Linked DNA regions of Mus musculus: region 2 is linked to region 1. Evidence: chromatin contacts called from public HiChIP or PLAC-seq data. All regions are on one chromosome and are shown on one strand. Each heading gives the region's core, a stretch centred on a gene start, on an enhancer-like site or on the middle of the called end of the contact. The rest is flanking DNA. Distances are from core to core; before and after follow the strand shown.

Region 1 (4,361 bases), core at 169-2,668:
AAATTTATACCATTAACTGTCACACCATGAGAGATTCTGGGATTGATTCAGGCCATCCTCCTTGTACAGGAATGACTTTGCCTGCTTAACCATCTTGCTGGTCCTGCTCTCCTTTTTATGAATACTTTTCACATTTCATACATGTATATAATGGGTATTAATCATATTCACTCACCACTTCATTTGTATCTTTATAAACTTGGCTCTTCATAGAAGTGACGTCATACAGAGTTTGTCCCTTGTGACTGGTTTATTTTACTTAGCAGAATATCCTCAAGTTTCACATTGTAGCTAAATCATGTTTTCTTTTCCTTTCCAGGTCAAATCATACAAGCACTCATGTACACATACACATACAAATGCATGCTTGAACACACTGTATCTATATAACATATATATATATATATATATATATATATGCACAGTTTTTCAAATAGCATGCATTTGCTTGCATATACCAGGTTATATTTACTTATTCACCACTTATCGCTTCTGACTTTTGGCTATTGTGCTAAATAAAGAAGGCAGCTGGAATGTGGGTGGACAAATATGTGTTTTGATTTCCTGTTATAGTTTTCTTGATTGCTGAGGCTAGAACCGAAGGTCCCATACATCTCAGCAAGGACATTCCTGCTTCAATTTCTTAAAATATATGCTCATAAGTAGAATTTTCAGAATTTTGGCAGTGCCTTCTTGATGCTCGAGGTCCTGTCCTACTGTTCTCCACCTCAGCTGCTCCTGCTGGTCTCCACCTCAAGTGGTTTCTAGATCCTATCCAGCCATGCTCCAATTTCTCCCTTTTAGCTTGCTAATGAGGCTGCAGGACACCCCAGTAGGGCTTGCATTTCCTCATCATTAATGATTCTGAGCATTTTTATTTCAGTTTTTTTTATTAAGATTTAATTTTTAATTTTACGTCTGTGTGTCTGTGTGAATATGTGCGTTGGTGCCCAGAAAGGCCAGACGAGAGCATCAGATCCCCTGGAGCTAGAGTTAGACAGCTGGTGTGTTGCCTTCTGTGAGGTACTGAACCTAGGTCCTCTGCTTGAGCAGCAAGGGCCCTTAACTGTTGAGCCATTTCTCCAGTCTCTTATGGTGATTCTCTAGCTCAGTTTTCTGAGTGCTGGCGTGAGTCACCTCCTTTCTTCCTCTTTCTCTTTCTCTTCCTTTTCCTCTTCTTCTCCTCCTCCCTCTCCCCCTCCCTCTCTCCTCTCCCCTTCTCCCCCTCCCTCTCCTTAGTCATCCTCATTGTCTGTAGCCTTTTTCTTTCTCCTCTTCTTCCTCCTCCTCTTCTTTTTTCTCCTCCTTCTCCTCCTTTTTCTTCAACTTCTTGAAATTCTCTTCTTCTTCCTCCTCCTCCTCCCCTTCCCCTTCCCCTCCCCTTCCTCTTCCTCCTCCTCTTGTTCTTGTTCTTCTTTGGCAGCTCTGGGCTGATCCTTAGGCCTTTCATGTGCTGCAATTACTCTGTCATTGAAGTGTATCCTAACTTCTTTTAGTTTTTTTTTTTTTTTTTTTTTTTGGTTTTTTGAGACAGGGTTTCTCTGTGTAGCCCTGGCTGTCTTGGAACTCATTCTGTAGACCAGGCTGGCCTCGAACTCAGAAATCCGCCTGCCTCTGCCTCCCAAGTGCTGGTCTTTTAATTTTTTAAAAAAAGTTTTAGCTTTTTTATGTATATGGGAGTTTTGCTGTCATGTCTGTGCACTGTGTGAGTTCAGTGCCCGTGGAGTCCAGAGCAGGGTATTTCACTCCCATGAAGTGGAGTTACAGACATTTGTCAGCTTCTGTATTGGGGCTGGGAATAGAACCTGGGTCCTCTGAAAGCGCGCCAGTGCTCTTAACTTGGAGTTGTCTCTCCATCCTCCGACAGAATTGTCTTATCAACTTCCGACTTTTATTTTTTTTTTTAATGTTTGTTTATTTCCTCCTTGTGTGTTTATGTGTAGATGTAAATGTACCACAGTGTGCTACGCTGAGAACAAGTTTTTGGGGTCAGTTCTCTCCTCCTGTCATGTGAGTTCCAGGAATCAATCTATAAGATCTTGAGGCCTGGTGCCAAGCGCCCACACCCGCTGAGCCACGAGTCATTATCTCTGGCCTTTTGACTTTTAAATAGTATACCTTTGTCAAATTTCAGAGCTAGGATGTAGACAATACAATTCCCATTGCCTCCTCACCCCTGCCCCCAATCTCATGCTCAGGTACCTGCCAGGACAGGATCTATGGTTCTGCATTGTAGAAAGAGCCCTGCTCAGTTTGGCTCTCAGCTCATCCCTTCCTCGTACATCGTACAAGGTGAAGAAGGGAAGATAGAGATGCAGGAGTTTCTCTAGCATGGCGGCGTGGCACAGAAATGCTACCACGAATGAGTCTAGAGTCATCATTTCCTACCACCGTGTTCCTATGCTTGGTCTGAGTCTGAGGGCTGAGAAGTCACTTTTATCGGTGTGCTCTTCCTGAGTTTTCTACCTACTTGAATTAGTCTAGTAGTTTCAGTGTGACAGAATTCTGTTAGACAGCATGGCTGTCTTCTCTTTCCCTGGGTGGCCTCCAAATATCACACAAATGCTTACACGTTAACACTAAGCAAACTGCAATCCCTTGTCCCTCTTGTTTGTCTGTCATCTGGATGTGACCACATGTCTATCCAGCTCAGCTCCTTAGAGTCTCTCCAGTGTCTGTCTTCTGTTCACAGTAAGAAAATCACTGCATGTCCAGGAGCCTCTCATGTGAACAAAGCCACTTTTTGTCTCAGGCTTCTAGAGAGCATTTTCTTCCTCCTTGGATGTGTCTCCTCTGCATAGATTTGCTGTTTGGGAGATGACGTCACCTGGACAGCTGGCTCTTCCTTGGTGCCAAGGTTGCTGGCTGCTGTGGTAATTGGCTTGGCAGAGGGCTCCTTAAAAGGTTGTCCTCCAGCTGTTATTGAGTTAAAGCTGCTAGGCTAACCCTGCTAGGAGTTCTCTTAGCAGCTGTCACGCCTAATTACCAAGAGCTATAGAAGAGGTGTTTCCAAGGGGACCTCTTATCTCTAAGAGCAGGGACCAGGCTCTAACATTTGGAAGAAGAAATGAAGGCCCAAGTGGAGGGCTTGATAGCTGCAGATCAAAGCACGAGACAGAAATGTGTTCTTGGCAGCCAAGGACAATGAAATTCACTGGTTTGTTTTTTTTTTTTTAAATATTTTCAATTTTTATTTTTACTTTTCTTTCTGTTGCTGGGGTTACAACTCAGGGCCTTGACATTCTAGGCAAACACTGTATTACAGAGATACACCCCAGCTTCCACCGACTGTTTCTTAAAAGACTATTTCCCCCTTTTCAGGGTAGACAATTTGTCAAACAGTATCAATACTGGACACTCTGGTTGACATTTTCCTGGGCATGCACAGGGGCCGGAAGTGCTCTTCACACCTGAAACTCCATTTGCTCACGTATGCTCCCTACCCTACACTTGCACACTAACCTGAGGGAAACCCCGTGCATCATGGGGTGTCCTTAGCCACTGAGGAATACTGATGCTTTCTACCCTAAACTACAGTGTCCACAGTGAAGATTCAGGTGTTTTCCCATTCTACACCACTTCAGTAATTACTTAAAGTTATAATGTGAGCCATCGATGCAGTCTAATTAGTTTTGAAGCCCAGGGTGGTCTAGGGCTCACTGTGTAGTCCAGACTGGCCTCAAAGTCATGCTGGTTCTCCTGCCTCAGATTCCTAAGTGTTGACATCATAAGCATGAATGACTGGGCCTTAACCTACAGTTTCTAGTTACCTCACGTATCTTAGAACGTTCTCACACATGAGCACAAAATTGCTTGCTTAAAATAACAGCTTCTGGGTGGCCTAGTCGGCCATCATTGGGAGGAGAAGCCCTTGGTCTTGCAAAGATTATATGCCCCAGTAGAGGGGAACGCCAGGGCCAGGAAGCTGGAGTGGGTGGGTTGGTGAGCAGGGAAGGGGGAGGGTACAGGGAACTTTCGGGATAGCATTTGAAATGTAAATGAAGAAAATATCGAATAAAAATTGTTTAAAAAAAAAAGAAATAAACCTGTGTAGTAAAATATAGTATGCCTCAAAAACAAACAAACAAACAACCCCCCCCCCCCCCAGCTTCTGTGTTGGCTCTGGGAAGCTGAAGACATGAGAAGAGTTTTTCTAAAGGCCCTCCTGCCCCCGCTGCTGCTGCTGCTGCTGCTGCTGCTGCTTCTTCTTCTTCTTCTTCTTCTTTCTCTTCTTCTTTCTCTTCTTCTTTCTCTTCTTCTTTCTTCTCTTCTTCTTCTTCTTCTTCTTCTTCTTCTTCTTCTTCTTCTCCTCCCCCTCCCCCTCCCCCTCCCCCTCCCTCTCCCCCTCCCCCTCCCCCTCC
Region 2 (4,427 bases), core at 1,813-4,312, 2.7 Mb after region 1:
GCCAAGGGCAACCTGGGCATGCAGCTTGGCTTTGCCGACCTCATGGGTGTGCTCAGCAAAGGGGTTCGGGAAGTGGAGCGGGCTCTGCAGTTGCCCAAGGAACCGGGTGACTCCGCACAGTTCACCAAAGCCATTGCCATCATCCTCCACCTTCTGTACCTATTGGAGAAGGTGGAGTGCACCCCCAGCCAGGAACACCTCAAGCACCAGACAGTCTACCGCCTGCTCAAGTGTGCCCCTCGCGGTAAAAACGGCTTCACCCCACTACACATGGCGGTGGACAAGGAGACCACCAACGTGGGCCGGTATCGTGTGGGCGTCTTCCCATCGCTGCAGGTGGTCAAGGTGCTGTTGGACTGCGGAGCAGACCCTGACAGCAGGGATTTCGACAACAACACCCCACTGCACATCGCTGCCCAGAATAATTGCCCGGCCATCATGGATGCTCTCATCGAAGCTGGGGCCCACATGGACGCCACCAATGCCTTCAAAAAGACTGCCTACGAGCTGCTGGACTCGAAGCTGTTGGCTAAGAGCACCGTGCAGCCTTTCAATTATGTGACACTGCAGTGCCTAGCTGCCCGTGCCCTGGACAGGAACAAGGTCCCTTATAAGGGCTTCATCCCAGAGGAGCTGGAGGCCTTCATCCAGTTGCATTGAGCCTAGCCCAGCTGTTGGTGCCCACTTGGGCCTTACTCCTCCAAGCAGAAGCATCCAGGCCCTATGGCCTGCTGGAGTGAACCCAGCTGCTGATTCTAGAAGCCTTCAGGGTCACATGGTAGGAAGACGGTCTTTTTTTCTGTGGAAGTGCAAAAACAAAAACCCGGATGCCTGAGCCTCCCCAGTGGCATGCTTCTGTCTGGGTCTGGAGGCCTCTGCACTGTCCTAGAGTCCTGCAGTGAGCAAAGCTGTCTCCTTCCTGTGGTGGGCACTGACCACCTAGATGTTTGCATTTGGTTTTTCCTTTTCTAAGCAGATGGGCAGCAGCCTGGAGCCCATGTTGTGAGGGTTTTTCTGTCTGTTTTCACTGGTTTCTGTTTGTTGGACTTAGTAATGACTGAGTTGAGAGTTGCCAGTATTTTGCAGTGGCCACAGCTGAGAACAGCATGAACTGTGTGTGCAGATCTGTGACCAAGATCCTGGGAAGCCTCCTCAGTTCTGTGCTGATTAGAGAGAGGACTATCTCCCAAGAAAGCCCAGAGCCAGTTGCAAGAGCCACAGCCAGGCAGACACTGGTGCCTTCTGTCCCGCCCTCTGGATGGACAGACAGTTCCCAACCTTGGGACACAGCTGGAACTGCCAGGCAGATGGTGACCAGGCCACCTGGCCACCAGGTTCACATCTGTGCCACACTTGTCACACTGTCACCTTCATCGCTGAGGACCTGACCCCTCTTTTGTTGAGGAGTCCCCGGTATCCCAATAACTTCTGGGGATGGGCTTCTAACCAAGATAGGGGAAGGTGGGGGGCTGCCAGCCAGGGTAGCGATGGACCCATGTGGTACTAGCTTGGCCCACGTGAGACCCTGTGTGCAGCCCCAGAACCACAAAAAGTTACTGAACAGCTGCCTATGACTCCACCAGCTCTCGATTCCATCATATGTGGTGAGTGGTTCACCCTGGATTAGGCCAAAGCAGGAGGTACTCATCCCCGGCCGTAGAAGCCAGCTACATGGATAGGAAGTCATGTGTAGAGGGGCCAGTCCCTCCCTCAGCCATTTAAGCCACATAAACTGTCCCTTGAGGACCGTCAGTGTGTGATTGCAGTGCTAGGTAGATTCTCTGTATAAGCAAACTTTAGGCCTTACTGGGCAGGGTCTCGCTGCTCCACCCTGCCAAAGCTCAGGGCAAACATGAACCCCTTTGAGTCTTGGCACTGATATTTATGGATTAAAATGCAGGTATGTGAAGATGTCTGCCTAGCTGTTATTTAATGTAGCTAGGTAGAGCGGGAGCCAGGTGAGTGCCTGTCAAGCATGCGTGGTGGCACACACCCAACATCTTAGCACTTCCAGGGCTGAGGCAGGAGGATCATAAGTTGGAGGCCACGGGAGTAGACAGTAAGTTCAAGAATAGCCTGGGGGTATTGTAATAAGAGTATTTTAAGACTCCCTACCCTCTCAAAACTGTCTCCTATGAAGTGTAGCACTAGTGAGCATTTACTGAGTCCCTGCTGCACCCCACGTGCTCAAATGTACCACCTGGTTCACAGCAGCTGCCTTCTGATGGAACCAGTACCATTCAGGTATCTCAGGTGGAGCAAGTTCAGAGAGGTTACACTAATGGTGTGCCTGGGGAGGGACACAGAGCACATGAGAAAATATCAGACTCAAACCCTCTGTCTCAGTGGCTGACATGTTTAGATCCACTCCCCTACCTCAGCACCTTGAACATATATCTCATGGGTCCTTCCATAACCACTGACTTCCGACCTCAAATTTAAGAGGAACAATTGTTTGAACCCCATGTTCTTCATGCTGTCAGAATTAGGAAATTTGACCTGGGGCCTGAACATTCTTCTGGGAGGGTTAATACAGCGGGTCCCAGAGGCTGCCTCCAGCCAGGTTCTTCCTAGGTGGAACAGCAGGATCAAAGAACAGATTCCTGCCAAGCCACCACAGGGCCCACCCAGCCTTAACTCTATGCTACCTGTAATTGAACAGGCCTGTGTCACCTGTGTACTCTTTAGCCAATTACAGTAGCCTGTGAATGGGCTGCAGTGATTTTAAAGACTAAAGCAGGGTATTGTGGGTGTGTTCTAGAGGCAGAGGCAGGTGACTCTTTCTGAGTTTAAGGTCATCTTGGTCTACGTAGTTCTAGGATAGGTATAACTACTTAGACTCCCCCCTCACCCTCCCCCCCCAAAAAACAAAAAGATTAGTGCAGGAGAGACGGCTCAGTGGTAAGTGCCTGTGAGACTCCAGTTTAACCCCTCAATACCATAGCAAGTGGGCAGATTAGACTGGGAGCAAGGGCGGGAGACATGCCCCTAACCAGCTCTGGCTGGTTCTCTGGTCTCTATTCATGTAGATAGCACAGCCCGTTCCTGTGGTGCCACATGGCTGTACCAGTGTCTGGTATTTCTAAGTAGGGAGTGTCCTGACCCCAGGTTAAACATAGCCCAGCACAGAACCACCTCACTTGGCACTCAGTCAGATCTACAGAGGGCCCAGCAGGATGAAAGACAGCACAGCAGGTGTGGGGCAGAGTCTGGCCTGCACTTGCAAGGCTGCAGAGGAGAACGTGGGCCTGGCTCTGCACATTTGAGATGCCACCCTAGGGGCTCCCCACCCTCAGCCCTCATGACTTGTTAAATCCTGTCAAGAAGCAAGCTTGAACCAGATGTGCTGTCTGTCACACACCGTCAGTCCCTGAGCTCGAGAGGCAGATGGACAAAAACAAGCAACAAATACCAAGTGAGCTTGATTGACTCTGACCTGCAGAAGCCTTCCTAGATCATGAACTGCCTCCCCAGGGTGCTTCCCTCACAGCCAATTGCTTGTTTGCTTTTAAAATTATGTGTGTGTGCCAGATGTGATGGTACATGCCTCGGGCAGAGGCAGGTGGGTCTCTATAAGTTCTAGGCCAGCCTGGTCTACAGAGAGTTCCAGGACAGCCAGGACAAGCCCTGTCTTGACCCTGCCCCCCAAAAATGTGTATGTGATGGGGTGTGTGCATTTGAGCGCAGGGCCTGCAGAGGCCGCGTAGGTCCGTCTCCCTGGAGCTGGAGTTATAGTGGACGTGAGCCACCTGATGTGGGTTCTGGGAATCTGGGCTAACTGCTGAGCCATCTCACCAGCCCTTTGCTCTTAATCTCTTTAGGCAGAGTTTCATGTTGTCCAAGCTGGTCTTGAACTGCCTCCTGGCTGAGATCACTGCCATGTGACAGCGTGCTCAGTTTATAAAACTGACCGTGTTCACATCTATAGATCAGTGGTTTTTAGAGTATCCTCAGAGCTGTACAATCATTGCCATTTCCAGAGGTCCCCCCAGAAGTTTATTTCAGGCCTGGGGTGCAGTCAGCAGTAAACATTGGTGAGCATGGAGCCCTGGGGTCTACCCCAAGCCCTGGGAAAAATACTTTTTAAAAACAGTAAAGTTTGCTTATAGAAAAAAAAAATCTCAGTAGTGGCAGATGACTGGGATGAGTGAGGCTGGATCACCAGCAATAAAATTATGAGACTACAAAAGTCAGAATGTGAGAGCTACAGAGCAGTGGACACGGGGCTGGCCAGCATTCCAGCCTGACAAGTGGGCATTGACCAGCCCACATCTGGTGAAGGATCTGAGAACCCCTGGGGCAAGAGTGGTGGACCTAAGTCTTCAGGAAGAAGAAAACCCCTTTCACTTCCCTGGGAGTCTGATTGCCTTCCTAGACTGCTTAAGTGCCTGGTCCACAGGACAGGCTAAAAATAAAAGCCCCACCCT

Evidence for each region. HiChIP or PLAC-seq counts read pairs in DNA pulled down with a chosen protein or histone mark.
Region 2: a contact with region 1 is called in an H3K27ac HiChIP or PLAC-seq map of embryonic stem cells, with 11 times the contacts expected there. The contact joins two enhancer-like sites. A contact is called at or near these places in 1 of 39 promoter capture datasets (embryonic stem cells) and 1 of 115 datasets of contacts at active chromatin or transcription factors (embryonic stem cells).

Annotation. Positions count from the first base shown.
Region 1 is chr17:53,593,708-53,598,068 of GRCm38.p6, forward strand. All of the region lies in intron 1 of Kat2b (K(lysine) acetyltransferase 2B), which reads left to right. Among named protein-coding and RNA genes, the nearest start is that of Kat2b, 29 kb to the left of the region's middle. Within about 2 kb of position 1,419, at least 182 of the 459 cell types and tissues checked have an H3K27ac peak or open chromatin away from gene starts, as enhancers often do. A contact at or near this core is called in embryonic stem cells, where this site is marked.
Region 2 is chr17:56,258,214-56,262,640 of GRCm38.p6, forward strand. It overlaps Fem1a (fem 1 homolog a), which reads left to right. Exons shown (of 1, transcript NM_010192.4): 1 at 1-4,427. The coding sequence ends at 660. Among named protein-coding and RNA genes, the nearest start is that of Fem1a, 3.6 kb to the left of the region's middle. Within about 2 kb of position 3,063, at least 19 of the 459 cell types and tissues checked have an H3K27ac peak or open chromatin away from gene starts, as enhancers often do. A contact at or near this core is called in embryonic stem cells, where this site is marked.